Regions from separate parts of the Sparus aurata genome. Here region 2 is linked to region 1. Evidence: chromatin contacts called from public Hi-C data. All regions are on one chromosome and are shown on one strand. Each heading gives the region's core, a stretch centred on a gene start, on an enhancer-like site or on the middle of the called end of the contact. The rest is flanking DNA. Distances are from core to core; before and after follow the strand shown.

Region 1 (3,881 bases), core at 987-3,486:
TCTAATTTTAGGCTAAAAAGTTTTTAAAAAATCCTGCTTTTCATTACATTCCTGTGTTTGACAACCGCACTTGATGGATCATTGCAAATAATGTGCCGATACATCAACATTGGAATTTTCAAGAAACGAGAGACACTACATTTGATTATTTTCTAAACAATGCATAATTCATAAATTAAATATAGGCAGTATCATACTATACTCTAGTGAGTGGAACATTTAAATATCCTGCAGACTTATGCAGCATAAGTTGCAAGATATTTGAAAGACAAAGAGAAAACATACACTGAAGGGTCAGAAAGTCAAAATACTTATTTTGAATACTGTAATTTATCATAACAGGAGCTTAAAGCTGCTGTACTTTATGACATTCTTATGAAAAATGAGTGTTAACTAGCTCTGTATTCCAACAGTATGTTGAGATTAAAAACATTTTCTGGTATCCCTGGACTGCATGAAGAGAGCGTGTTGTCTGCATGTAGAGAGCAGGCTCCTGCTGTTCTGACAGTGGTGGAACCGGCAACAGCTGGTTATTCCAACGCTCCCGGTTACGGCTCACACTACGAAACAGGCCGAGCGATGAAAAAAACGCTTAAAGAGAAGAAACACAGCTGCCTCACAAACCGGAGAACAGGAAGTTAACTGTAACGACGACCACGCTTACAGCAGCTTTAACAGTTGGAGTGAAAGGTTGAATGAAAATTCTTAGTATTTGGGATTTCCCCCCCTTCTGCTTCGATGACAGCACGCACTCCATCCAGCTGGCATGGACTCCACAAGCTTGTGAAAAACCGTTCTGACTCATTTTGTCCCAGCATGATGCGACAGCGTTGCAAAGAGGTTCCCGTGATGTCACAGGACGCTTTGTGAGGCATCAGCGGTGCGTCTTGATCTTTAACCCTCCTGCTCCGCCTCTGTATCTGCCTCAGCTTTAGCTTTGGAGTACAAACAACGCAGTATTTTAACTTAAACATGCTCCACCTGTCAATGCTGTCAGTCAGGTGTTTCTGCTCCATCAGCAATGAAACACACCTTCACCAGGATGACCCACAATCCTCCTGAAAGAGGATTGTGGGTCACACTGCATTTCACATACTTCACCCCTCACTCTGGGACATACAAGTCTGTTTCTTGCACACTAAATAGTACGGTAGTCTGCGTACTGGAACCCATGAGTGACCCCATAAAGGTTGAATGGCGCTGAGGTTCAGGTGTGATGTCACAATGACCCCTCACTGCATGAACTACTTCCTGTCTGTCTGTCTGTCCTGGCTGTCATGGACTTTCCTTGACATATGTGACCACACAGGAAGCTTTATGACACACGCGGAATCATGCTGGAATAACATGAATCATCACACTTGTGGAGTCCATACCAGATGTTCAGATCTCCTGTGATTCATAGACAGATGGAAGATTCATCTTTTCACTGCAAGTTTTTAAGCTGATGTCATCATTTGTCTTAAAAAAAATAAAATAAATCAATGACATCCATGATGATTGAGGATGGTTCATGACTTGTGGGGTCCCTGCTGTGTTCACGACACTCACCCTTGTTTTTCTTCAGCTCGGCGTGCTTCACGTTCGCCTCGGTGTTCTCCTTCTTGAGCTTGAGCTTCACGTCTTTCTCCCGGTGCTTCTCCTTGAACTCCGGAGCTTTGGCCTTGACCATGTTGAGAGGCGTGAAAGTGAAGAGCGCAGGAGGCTCCGGAGGCACCGCTCGCTTCTTCTGCAGCTGCTCTGGTACCTTCCGCTGAGGAGGAGGAGGAGGAGGAGGTGGTGGAGGAGGTGGTGGTGTTGGTGGTGGTGGAGGAGGCAGAGACGGCTGCAGGCTCTTCTTCGCACCGTTGCTGATGCTGTGGTGGTGGTGATGGTGGTGGTGGTGGTGGCTGTGTTTGTGGCTGTGCAGGACATGTTTACCTGCGCTGAAGTTGTGGGGTTTGGGATTCTGCTGCAGCTGGTGCGCCCGGTGCTCGGCGTGTTGGTGTTGGTGGTGTTGTTGTTGTTGGTGGTGGTGGTGGTGATGGAGCTTCACTTTCTTCGCCTCCTTCTCACACCTCTCCCGCTTGTCAGCCGGCGGCGACAGCTCCCTGCTCTTCTTCTTCTTCCTCTCCTGGATGAAGCGGTCCAGACTCTCCCTCAGCCGCTCTTCTTCTACTTTGGCACGGAGCAGGTCGACCCGAGCTGCCATCTTTGCACGTACAGTACATTTAAAGGGACTCGGGCGCGCTTCTGCGCATGTCCCCGAAAATGTGTAGTCCTATCGCCGCTAATTTGTAGTTTATTTTTAAGCTTTGGCTCCGTTGCGCACGCGTAACGCGGGTGGCGGTGGGATATGTAGTTTTGTGATGCTGCAAAGCTACATGGGAGTTGCAGTTCGTGCCTCACTGACTGCGTGCTGCACCGCACGCACTCACTTCGGCTCAGCTGACGTCATGGTTAATTTGATCGCAGCCACGAGAGGCAGTGGCTGCTTCAGCTGCGGCGCAGAGTGATAACAGCGTGGAGCAGAGCGCACCGGGAGGATGTGTTAGAATACACTGCAGAGACAATAAGGGAACTGTTGGGACATGATCATGAGATTTAAAGTCTAAAACAATAAAAACTGGTATTTTAATGAGGTTTTTCAAAGTATTTTTAGATTGAAATACGACATTTTCTATCTGGAAAAAATAGGTCAAATGATTTGGAGGCAGATTTCTGCCATTTAAAGGTGCGATTTGTAACAAAAGTTGATTTCTTTGGGTCTGATTTCTGACTAAATGTTCCTAAATGATTGCAGGGATCGTAGGATCGTCAGCCGCTGTACTTAAGGTCAGTTTTTTGACAAGTTGGGAATGAGACTCAAAAATCTACTTTTCTCACAAATAGCAAAGAAAAAGAAAACTAAGCTTGATGAAAAAATCATGGTCAATCATGATTATAAAATCCTTCCATTATCTGAAACCGCCTGACCCAGCTGACAACCTGAGGTACAACCTGTTCACATACCTGGCTGACATACAGGGACAAACAACCATTCATGCTCACATTCACACCTACAGACAACAGATTCACCTGACTCTTTTTTGCATGTCTTTGCATGGACCTGGAGAAAACCTCCGCAGACACGGGCAGAGCATGCAGATTCTGCACAGAAGGGCTCTCTGCAGCAGCCAGGTCTCAACACCAAGGTCCTTTTTACAGCAGTAACCACCTCACCACCGTGCTTATAAGAGAAAGAGTCAACATTAGGAGATAAATGTTGACTTTTTATCTCATAACTATGGTGTTTGCATCTCTCAAAATCTCAAACTTATGACTTTTTATCTAATAGTCTCGACTTGACATCTTTACATCTCTGTTATTTACACTAGCAGCCTGGTTTGGGAACCTCTCTTTGGAAAATAAAAACTCAGTTAACCGGATGGTAAAGTGGTCCAGCAGGCTGGTTAGTGAGCCACAGCTCAACGTGGAGACAAAACAACTGCAAAGCATATGTTGTCCAATTTTAAAGGGCAGTTCCCACTCATTGCACAATGAGTTTCAGCTTCTCCCCTCTGGGTGCAGGTTTACAATCCCTAAGTGCAAAACAAAATAGAAGAAGAATAAGTAATAACTTTATTTTGCACAAATGATTAATTATTGCTGCTTTTACTTATTTACTCATTGCTGTATTTATTTTATTTCACTTATCTATTTATGTTTACCCATTATATCTGTTTCTAAATCATATTTATTGATTAATTTTGTACATTTTTCTTTTTACTATTAGTTGTTCAGTTCAATTTCAATATCTTAGAATGATTTGGACCTGTAAGAACTTTTTAAAAACTTTGAAGAAATTCTTAATTTGCCTTTTTTTTAAAAATTTTTTTTACTTCCACTGTCCTTAGTTGGAT
Region 2 (4,203 bases), core at 907-3,406, 130 kb after region 1:
CCCATCCTGTCCCACATTGACTGCTGGACTTGGGCACGCCACTGCGTTTGGGCACATTCAACACACCCATCGGGCGTGAGTGAGTGTTAGTGTGTGTGAGCCCTTAAAGGAAGGAAGTAACAATAACAGACACATAAATCCGATCAAAAGCTTTTAGCTGAGCTCACGCACGCACACAGAATCACAAAAACGACACTGAGGCAAGTCTGCGTTGTGGACGCAAACAAGATCACAGACCCCCCCCCCCCCCCCCCCCCCCCCCCCCCCCCCTTCAGCTCGTGTTGTAGTGCATGATGTAGATCAGGGCTCTGTAGGACGAGAAGGCTCCAACAAGCAAGCGTGACCGTGGCGGATGGTGCTGCAGAGGCAGAGGCACAGGCAGCACTGCAGACGCTGCTGTGAGTGTCCGCATGAATGAAGGGGAGACATGCGGACAGATGATTCAGACACAAAACCGGCTGGAAAGGCAGATTTTGACCTGTGGACGGGCTTTCACACACACACACACACACACACACACACACACACCTGAGCCTCCTGCACACCGCCCTGCAGGCACACAGGGGCTCAGCTGTGAGGCTGTACCCCCCCAAAGAGTCCCTCTGATTCATTTATTCATTCATGCCACTACACAGACCTGTTCCTGGGCTTCTTCTCTCTGCAGGTTACACATCATTTGAATGCACATCACACACACAGGGCAGGTTTCAGAGGTAGGGTAGGGAAGGGTGGTGGGGGATGGGGAGGAGAGGAGAGGGGGGGTACACACCTGGTTTCACAGTCTTCATGCGGATGGGCTCCCGAAAGTGGCGGATGACAGCCAGCGTGTCTCGGTTGGTCAGTCCGCTCACGGGAGTGCCGTTCACCTCCAGCAGCACGTCCCCGCTGCCGGGGAACCTCCCGGCGTGACAAACCAGCGCCTCCGAAACTATGTGCCCGAGGTGGGGGAACTCTCCCAGCTCCGCGCCGCCTCGCACCTCGACCACCGTGACCAGCTCCCCGGATCCCCCCCACGACACGGTGCACTCCTGTACTTTGGTGGACCAGTGCTTCTTCTTCTTCAGCGTCTTGGACATTGTTGGTGGCTCTTGTGTAAGAAAAAAAAAAAAAAAAAAAAAAAAAAAGGTGGTGGAGGGGGAGGAAGTCCAAGAATGAGCGTCCTTCAACGTAAAGAAAAAAAACCCCACGACAACAAACAAGAAAACAGCTTCCGATCCTCAAGACGCAGTGACGCACGGGGAAATCATCGCAGATTCAGAGAAGTTGAGGGCTGCTGTCTCGAGTTGTATTCCATTACCAGGAGGAGTGGAGCTTTTCTTTTTTTGTTTTTTTTTTCTCAGATCAAACTCCCTCCGATGTTGTTGTTGATGATGATGATGATCGATCCTCCCATTGAGTCACTCGAGCATCACCTGTCTGAGACCAGGCGGGGGATGCGAGAGCGGCTGCGTCAGTGTCGCATTGAAGCGGAAAAGTGTTGCCTCTCGATGCCGGGGCCGCCTCGATCCCCCACACCCCAGTTCACCACAGCACCAAACCCAAAAAAAAAACAGCAGCTTCCTTCACGCCTGTAAAACCCAGATTTTAATATAAATTCTTATCAGTGCGGGATCCGGATCCTGCGAGCCCCGCAGTCCGTGCGCAAACCGTCACTTCCAAAAAAAAAAACACACACAAAAAAAAACGCGTGGAGTGTTTATATTCCACTTGAGACTTCAGGAGGGGGGGAAAAAATCAAGTCCAATCGATGACACAGCCCAGAGAAGAGTTTGTACGAATGGGGTGAAAACTTAAAAAAAAAAAAACTGCTTTCCATGAAAAGGCTGATCGGCGGTCAGTCTCCGCTCCGTGACAGCTCCTCATCTACAGGAGAGACAACTTTACTGCGCGCACCTGTCCTCCTCTCCCTGCCCTCCTCCGCGGTGACATCAGCAAAGGCAGTCCTTGGAAACGGAACAACATACCTGGCCCTCCTCTGAACCGGGCGGGTTATGTGATTCCTCTCGCCGCTGAAGCCCTCCTCCTCCTCCGGCTGCCCGTCCCGCGCTCTGCGCTCTTTCCCCGGCGGCTCCAGACGCGCTGTGGTGGGGATTTGGTTTTCCCAACTAAAAAAACACACGCAGCTGCATGAAACAGTCGTGATCCGATTAGGCTTCACTCCACAACTTTTTTTTTTTTTTTTTTTTTTTTTTTTTTTAATAATGTGGGATCTCTTTCCGTGTTGCTTTCCTGATTGAAGGGGCTTTCTGTCCAATCAGACACCGGGGGGCCGATCCTGAAGACTCTCCACTGAACCAATGGTGACTGACGTGGGGGGGCGGGTCCTCTGTGGTTGGGAAGCGCTGGATTTTGTTTCCATGGTGTGTTCAGCAAGGCGGAGTTCCGGCGCTGGGACTCATATTTTTCACGTGGGAAATGTTTAGGAGAAGTTCGGGATGGTTCGACCCCCAGTTTTTGGATCCGGTCCGCCCGGTTCCTGTGTGTTCACTGTACAGTGCGGTGGACCCTCTGCGTCATTCTTGAGTTGTATTCTGTAGTTTCAGGTCCATTAAGTGTTTTCCACAACCTTTTCCTGCTCGGGACTGAAGAGTTGGCGACGTGTTGGAGGCGATTTCTTGCGCAATTGTGCCCCCTTGTGGTTGGAAACATCAGAGTCTGGCACCTAATTCATTTCACTTCCTACTAGCACGCAGATACACAGAGGCTTTGTGTTTGAAGTATTAAAAACAGGCAACATTTGATCGTTTTTTACTCACACCTCTTGTGTGTTTCTGTTTTTTTTTTTTTTGCAACAGCTGGTTTGCGGTTCCGTTCATCGTCTGGTGAGCCGGAGCCGAGTTCATCAACAAAACATCACACGTCATTAACTAAAGTATTAAAACAGCAGCTAATCCTCCCGGGGTCTCAGTAATGTTCATCAACAAAACTTCATTAAGAACAAATTGGAAGAATCTGTATTTACACATACAATCATAACAATGAGCAGCACCAGATCCAAACCACTGCCTTGTTTAAGTGCACTGACAGGAACAGAACAGAAAATCCAATGAACGCACATTTGTAATGTTGCTATTCAAATGAACGCTTAATACAGAAACCAATAAGATAACCCAACAAACAATCTCAATCTCATACTCTTATGTAATCAGGGAGCAGCAGTAGCTCTGGTCTGTAGGGACTTGGCTTGGGGAACCGGCTCAAGACCCGTTCGGACCAGTCAGGGGCGGACTGCCCTTGGGAAAGGCACCCAAACCCTGTAACTGCTCACAGGGCAGCTCCCTCCCTCTGACTTCTCTCTCTCTCCACATTCATGCACGTGGATAAGAGTGTGTTTCAGGCTTGTGTGTTCTGTGTAAACCAGGGGCGGTTCTAGGGGGGGGGGCCAACAGGGGCCAGTGCCCCCGTAACTCTGAGTCTGGACCCCCCTGTGGCCCCCCTGACAGGGTGTCTGCATTAATAACACCATGACAGATTTCTTCCAATGATTTTGTTCTGAAGGGAAAGGCAGAAATAAAGTGTCTCAGCAGTTTACTACCCAATCAAAATTGCTGAAATTGTAAACACTGTTTTGTCTGAATGAAGGATTTGTCCTTTCTTTCCGGGTTGTATGTGCCCCCTAACAAAAAAGCCAGCCCCAACCTGGCCCCCCTATTAAAACTGGTCTAGAACCGCCACTGGTGTAAACCAAAATAAATCCCTAAAATAGGATTTAGAAAATACCGATTTGAGAGAAGAGAAGAAAGCAGGTAGCAACTATCGTCTAGATCATCGGTGCAATTAGGACGGATATATCTATACATTCATTTCTTATATTCAAGGACAGCAAAGATATAAAGATATTATTAGTCCTTGTGTAATCACATAAACAAATAAACTGCATTAAAGGTGCAATAGTTAGCTTAAAAGACAGAATGTAAAGTAATAACAGTTTCATCATTATGACGCTTGCTAAGCAGTTAGCCTCAGAATGTCCCGGTCCAAAGCTCCTCTGCTCGCAGTGTAAACACCAACACTTCCCCAGAGCTCCGACTCAGGACCGCTAGCTGCACGGCTAATTGAGCTAACCAGCTAACGGCAGCTTTAAGTTGTTATTCTGGTGACATTTCCGCCTCCTTTTTTTTTGGAGAAAGAATTTGACAGGTGGCCAATTCTTACATACTGCACCTTTAACTTATTTATGAAAACATATTTACTGTATCACTT

What was found. A called contact is a pair of places that touch in the nucleus more often than the background predicts.
Region 2: a contact with region 1 is called in a Hi-C map of an unstated tissue, with 7 times the contacts expected there. The contact joins the promoter of magi3a here to the promoter of rsbn1 in region 1. A contact is called at or near these places in 2 of 2 Hi-C or Micro-C datasets (skeletal muscle and an unstated tissue).

Annotation. Positions count from the first base shown.
Region 1 is chr7:5,747,368-5,751,248 of fSpaAur1.1, forward strand. It overlaps rsbn1 (round spermatid basic protein 1), which reads right to left and starts at 2,237. Exons shown (of 7, transcript XM_030421759.1): 1 at 1,552-2,237. The coding sequence starts at 2,191.
Region 2 is chr7:5,881,916-5,886,118 of fSpaAur1.1, forward strand. magi3a (membrane associated guanylate kinase, WW and PDZ domain containing 3a) reads right to left here and starts at 2,157. Exons shown (of 21, transcript XM_030421753.1): 1 at 770-2,157. The coding sequence starts at 1,076.